Linked DNA regions of Danio rerio: region 2 is linked to region 1. Evidence: chromatin contacts called from public HiChIP or PLAC-seq data. All regions are on one chromosome and are shown on one strand. The core of a region is the stretch at or near the end of the contact, and the rest is flanking DNA. Distances in the headings are between cores, read along the strand shown.

The links. HiChIP or PLAC-seq counts read pairs in DNA pulled down with a chosen protein or histone mark.
Region 2: a contact with region 1 is called in an H3K4me3 HiChIP or PLAC-seq map of embryo, with 2.0 times the contacts expected there. The contact joins the promoter of tm2d3 here to the promoter of myef2 in region 1. A contact is called at or near these places in 2 of 18 Hi-C or Micro-C datasets (caudal fin and hematopoietic stem cells) and 1 of 4 datasets of contacts at active chromatin or transcription factors (embryo).

Annotation. Positions count from the first base shown.
Region 1 is chr18:670,678-674,367 of GRCz12tu, reverse strand. It overlaps myef2 (myelin expression factor 2), which reads right to left and starts at 2,223. Exons shown (of 17, transcript NM_001030284.2): 1 at 2,064-2,223. The coding sequence starts at 2,188.
Region 2 is chr18:879,590-883,012 of GRCz12tu, reverse strand. tm2d3 (TM2 domain containing 3) reads left to right here and starts at 1,795. Exons shown (of 6, transcript NM_001099264.2): 1 at 1,795-1,969; 2 at 2,874-2,969; 3 at 3,099-3,259. The coding sequence starts at 1,861. It overlaps tars3 (threonyl-tRNA synthetase 3), which reads left to right. Exons shown (of 19, transcript XM_073930115.1): 19 at 1-1,437.

The sequences.
Region 1 (3,690 bases), core at 974-3,473:
ACCATCACAAAACTTATGCGCTTTAAAATGAAAACACATTAGTGTAAACGGGCCTTAGTGTTAAAATGGCATTTTAGAACGAAAATGATCTACATCCACACCGTGTTTTACCTAGCATTTCTGAACAGCCCTCCATCCGCTGAAGATGGAGGAAATCCAAGTTTATTTTTCAGACATCCCAAGTCTCCTGGAAGTTCCGGGAGTCTCTGTGCATTTGCAGGATTCATAATGCCCGCAAACAAGTAATAATCTCCCAAAAATTCCACTTCTTCCTCCCGGTTCTCAAATAAGTCATGCACCCTTCTCACCCCAGGATCCCTCCTTGCTCTTCAGACGTGTTGTGCGCACTCTATCAACCACCCCAACCCCACTTTTCACATGACAATGCCATCGCGACGTTTCACACAAGACATCGTACAATGCCAATTTAGTCGACATCACACAACCCTACCAAGAAGTATTGTGATACTGTAATTCATAACTCAAACTATAAAGAAAATTGTCAGAAATACCAGCAATCCAGATGTGCATTCGAACTAACTGAAGAGCCAGAAAACATGCAATAGGCTACCATAAAAGGTGGAAGTTCTACACAGATTTGCAACCATAAAGGGCTCCACAGACTATTAAATAAAATAGTCTATTGCTGCACAAACGTGTGAGCATTTTAGTGACTTTCCCACATGAAACCATTAATAACGATACTACCGTTTACAAACTACAGTGGCACCGCCACTATTTTGGAGCGGTAGTATCGCGATAGTAGTACCGGTAAACTGTGCAACCCTACTGTGATGTGACTACCACTGCTGAAATGATATATTGTGCAGCACTAATCTTAAGTAAACAATTTAAGCACACTTGAAACTATTGATTGTTTTTTTATTAATTGTTTGGATTAGTCACTTTTGTTAATTGGTGAAGTTTGTTCCTCCACGGTCACCCTTGGCTTGCTTGGTTTGAGACTTGTGGAGATGGATTTGCTATTCAGTGTTTTCTCCTTCAGCAGTGAAAATTAACGTTAAACCACACTTAACTTCAACTCTGACAACTGGACTGACACGGTTTCAGTTTACTAGAACTTCTGTGTTCAGCTGTGGCGACAATCTACATTGTAAAAGTGCTAGAGAAATAAAGATGAATTGAATATCCGCCAATTAAGTTGATGGATTAATCAATAGTTTTTAACGGCAGCCCTAATAGCTAAATATTAAGAAAATGTTCAACACCACTTTTGGTCAAATCAAATAAATAATGCACTGCAGGTAATTCAAACAAGCAGATTACCCTGGATGTAAATGCAACACTCAAAATTAAGATTTTTCTCACATCAAAAAGCTGAAAAAAGAAAAGTAATATCTATAATAATAATAATAATAATAATATACTCGATACTCTAGTTGATCTTTTAATTTCACTTCATGTTAATCTTTTTCTTTATAACGTTAATGGTTTTCTAAATAAAGAAACATACAATACAGGTTTAACATGATATCTGCATACTGTGCGTTCATATTCTGGTGTCCTCTGCATGACTGTAACTTACGCAGAAAATACTGTAATCTGCATACATCAAATTAGGTATTCACATAATCACTGTCTCGCATCAAGTCACGCATTGTTCAGTATTCTCTCGCACAAATGATAACGTTAGTATTTTAGTTTCTGGCAAAAACTACAAGAGTTCGCTGTGCTTTCACACGAGTCTATAATCACTCTAAACAAAATCGCGCAGTTTTCTCAGAGCATACATTGCTCGCTTCTAGAAAATCAATGGCGGCTGATGGGCGGTTGCTATGGGTTACCGCTCTGAATGGCGCGGACCGCTTATGAACGCAGCACAACAAAACAGACAAACGAGAGAGAAATACGCGCTGTGATGAACGAAAACCAAAGGAAATCATTTAATTTAGCAGAGATTATCGACAATAAGCGGCCTGAAGCACAAATAATCGCGAATCTTTCTCTCTGTGAGCAGAAAGCCTCGCGCGCAGGCCGTGCAAACAACACGTAAGCGATAGAAGCGACGCATACAGGGATTGATTTAAAAGGCTCAACATTACGTTTTGTCGCCATTCGTGTCGTCTTGGTTCTGCTCGGGCTCCTGTTCGCATTCGTCCGCCGGAGAATCGCCGGTTTCTTCGTCTTTGATTTCGGTGAGATCCGCAACCTGCTCTGTGTCCGCCATTACTGCTGCTGCTGCTCTGAGGCCCCGCGCAGTTATCGCGAGATTTCGCCCGAATACTGGTGGGGTTTTGATAAGAGCGCCATATCCTGTTCGCTAGAATTAATACATTTCTGATGAACCTTTCTTATGTAGGCAATTTTGTAGCTCCAGCAAGATAATAAATAATTAATAAATAAATCAAATGAAAAGAGATGTTTCAAGGTCCTGTGAAATTTAAATAGTTTATGTTAGTATCAGTAAGTTAGTCCCAAGGATATCTAGTGTGCTTCAAAACAGTGACAAAATTCACACATAGAAGATAAACCTATTATAAAAAGCTAAAGCTTGCCGTTTGTCTCTTCCACATAAATAGAATAACATTTTTGACGTCACCACAAACTTCAGCTTCTCATCAAAACTTCTGACCAATCAAATGCTGTCTAATGTCTGACATGCCCCGCCCCCTTCAAGACCCCTGCCATGGAGATAAGAGCATTTGTCATCTTCATTATCTTTGTTCTGCCCATTTTGATTCTGATTACATCATAATGTTTAGTGCCTAATTTTTAGTTTCAAGTATTAAATTCTGGTCAACAGAGCCAAAGGAAAGCCAGTTACCTGATCAGACGTATCACAAAGACAACCCAACAAAACACAGACCAAAAGCAATAGGCTGAGACAATATTCACATACACATTTTGATTGTGCTTATTTAAGTTATATAATGTAATGTAATCACATATAATAATAGGAATGTACTGTCACATATAATAAAACTAAATGGACTTATTCAACTTACAAATGACGATTTCTAGCAATTTATCATAAAGTGGCACATAATCATGCTAAGTGCTATTAGAGCAAAGTTTTAGCACTTGTCTAGAAAAATAAAAGTTAGATCGAGATATATTAAAGAAAGAGAAAGTTGTTGTTTTTTTCAGGAAAGTGCTCACAGAAGAGTCTCAGCTGTTTCTGAAATATTGTCAGGGATTCAGGATTCGGAGAGATTGAGAAATTTTATAACCTGACAGGAACAGTAAATGAGAAGGGTCTGGAAAGTCATTTGGTGATTAAAATTTCCAAGTAGTTTCAACAGCTGGGTTAAAACTGTTTGTCAATATTTACCCAAATTTAGGTTTAAAGAATCCAGCTTATTTGATATAATGAGTTCAATTATTAACCACAAGCTTCTGAAGTGGATGTAGAATGATGGAGTTACACTGACTCCAAACTAGACACAATACGAACTGTGACATGCATCGTTTCCACGTTAAAAGTTTTTTTTTTGTCCTAACCATCCACGACAGAGTTTCCTATTTATGCAATTTCACAGCTAAACTACTTTGACAATGATCACCACAGGTACTCGGGTACACCAGCAGATAGTTTTCCTCAGAACTAAAAAAAAACTATATAAACCTCAATGACAACAAACTAATACAAACCCCTTACCTGTTCAACAACTAACCAATATAGCCTAGCAACCAACTACAACCTCAATGCAAACTACTATAACCCTAGCA
Region 2 (3,423 bases), core at 546-3,045, 210 kb before region 1:
ATGATGATGATGATGAAGGATGATGATGATGGTGGTGATGATTATGATGAAGATGGTGATGAATAATGGATGATGATGATGAAGATGATGGTGATGATGATGATGATGATGAAGATGAAGATGATGATGAAGGATGATGATGAAGATGATGATGATGATGAAGAATGATGATGATGATGATGATGATGATGATGATGAAGGATAATGATGATGATGATGATGAAGGATAATGATGATGATGAAGGATGATGAAGATGAAGGATGATGATGATGAAGATGAAGGATGCAGATGTTTATCCCTTGTGTGTCATTGGGTTGTTTTCATCCACTCTAGGCTGATTTTGAGTCTTCATTTGCCCACAGCTTTCTCTGTGTGTCAGCAAATGTGATGACTTCTGGTGACATTTTATTTTGACACATTTTATTTTGGGGTAAATACTTTGAAATTTTAGAAAAAACTCAATACAATTCACTCAAATTGACTTTCTTTTCGTCATGTTAACATTAAACATGTTGCCTCCTCCCAAACGGGGAAACCCGGCAACAATCAAGAATGCATGATCATCTGCTGTCATGACTTCAACAAATCAATAAATGAGATTATAATGGAAGTCAATGGTGCAAAAACAGCACCAACATAATGAAAGGGGAGTCCATTTGAACCATACATGAGAATTAATGTAGGTTGATGATGATAATGATGATGATGATGAAAGGAGAACTAAAGCCATGTTGAATGAAGGGTCATTTCCAGAAGGTTGAGTTTGCTGGCTCTTATGTGTTATGGATATTGTAGATCCAGGAGGTTGTTATCTCAGAATAAAGCCTGACAGGTTAATCAGCAGCCCAATGTGAAGTGCAGCACTGCTGTAGAAAACTTTTAAGGGTTTATTCCTAGAAAACAACCATCCTGGATGTACTTAATCACGGTTATTCTACTGCTACTTGCCACAAAACAAACACAAAACACATTGTTGTATCAATGCAGATTGACTAAGTGAAAGATCCAACATTACAACAAGATGTGTGCATCATATCAGAGTTGACATGCATTTGCAAGGTTAGTGCTTTTACAGTCAACAGTACGCACAGACACCAAACATTGTGAGCCATAATAGTTGATTATTTTTTAAATTAAACACAAAGCAGACAGAATGAAAACAGCTGATGGAGCATACACTAACCTGCACGCTAGACAAGCAGATACATATGAATGTAGATTTAAGTATATGGATGCAAACATATTCACTGACGGACAAGATGATTCTCAGTTCCTGCATGAGTCTGTATTATTCAGAGGTTGTTATCTGGGAATTGCAGACCTCGGAATACCGTGACTGACCAATTAGAATACAGTATTCCAGACAGCCGTGTAATAAGACGTGTTCAAGTGTGTTTGAGTGCTGAAAGATTGAAATAAAGACTCTGAAAGAATAACTATTGTGTCTTTTGCATATTTGAAGACAAAGTTATGTTTGCCATCCTGTGAAATTAATAATTTTTCAAAAACTTCCCTTGGGATTTTATTTAGACATACTAGTTTTAATAACTATTTTCTACTATCTTTGCCATGATGATAGTACATAATATTTTACTGAAAATACTTACTCATTGCAAAATAAAGTGGAGCTTACTTATTAATCTGTATTTATGAATGTTTAAGAATTTGAGACATTTTACAGTATAAGAATTAGTCTTTATAAACTTTGTACTTTCAATTTAAACATAACATTTTGAGTTCGCATTTGCGCAGAGCTGTGCTGTCCGTGACTTATTTTCAGCCAGCAGCTGCCCCTGGGACTTTTACGTAGGAGGAAGCGAGCAGTAGACTCGGTCAAACGGCGGAAGCAGTGTTTCACGATGACGGCGAACGGACAGAAATGGGTTCTAGATCGCGGACGGAATAAAATGAGCTCGTATATAATGCTGGTTCTGCTGCTGCTCGACATTTACTCCTCATGTGTGGACGGTACGTGTGTTTTCGTGGCTCTGGAGAGCGTGTCTGCTGATCTGATCTCCTGCAGTGTGTGTTGTTGTTCTCGGTTTGAGTCCAGTGTAAACTGGTTAAATCGTGGTGTAATGTCAATAATAAAGCAAATAATAGTGAATATGTGTATGATAATGTTATATTTAAAAAACAGGTCGTGTCTTGATATTGTGTTTTTGTAAATGAATGTATTTACAGCACATGGAGGCCTTTCCCAAATTATTAATGAGTATTGTTTATATAATTTATGATAAATTACACAAAAATGTCAACCTTGCCATGACAAATATAACGTTTACAGCAAAATAGCTGAACCCTTTTTAAGTTTGTTTGTATAGGTTTGTATTGTACAGGACTGAAAATACTCAAACACGTCTGTTAATGTTTTCACACTATTATATTTGATTTATCAAAGTCACACAAATGCCAATTTCACATGTGTCACATCCATAGCAAAGCTTCATTCATTAATTTTCTTTTCGGCTTAGTCCCTTTATTAATCTGGGGTCGCCACAGCGGAATGAACCGCCAACTTATCCAGCTCATGTTTTACACAGAGAATACCCTTAAAGCTGCAACCCATATTTATTTATTTCATTTATATCTCTCTTTTATTGCATTTATTAATGCTTGTAGATTGATTATTATATGTATTATATTGTATGCAGATGCACTGCCAAATCATTCTTTCCGAATAGAGATATTTAGGTTATCTGGTCATATTGCATTATATAATCGCAAAATAATGAAATATTAGACATTTCCAATATCATGCAGCCCTAATCTGGATTATTAAGTGCAAGTGCATGATTTTGACTTTGTTTTCTGAATGAAATATGCTTTAATTTTCAGATGTTTGTCATGAGTAATGTTGCTCTCTCTGCAGGGTATCTGAGCTCTCCTCATGTGGGTCAGGATCCTCCATATTTAGCCCAGCAGAAGTCAGTGATGAGCAGCCCGGTGGCCATGACCGCATCCTCAGGTCACAATCAATACTGCACTTCACCACACACACACACAGTCTGAACTATTCGCCAGTTAAAGACAGTGAGAAGCTGTTGTGTTGTGTTCAGTGTGTTTATTCAAGACGGTGTGTTGTGTTTGTGTTCAGCTTCTCCAGTGGTCACTGATAACTACGTGTCCAAGTGTCCGAGTGGAGGCCTGTGCTCTAAACTACCCGCCGACTGCATCATCTGTGCACTTCACCACAACTGCAGCTACGGCCGGCCGCACAACTACACCTGCAGACCAAGAGCCGGAGTTCACTGCGTGGTGAGACGATGTGTACAGTCTTTATTTAGCTGCCCGACAACAGCGCACTACAGAGCTAGATTAGTCTCAATGATAGTTCATGCAGAAAACACAATGTACACATGCATAGCCAAATTCACATGCATGAAAACAAATTCACTATTTACACTCTTTATTAGGTACAC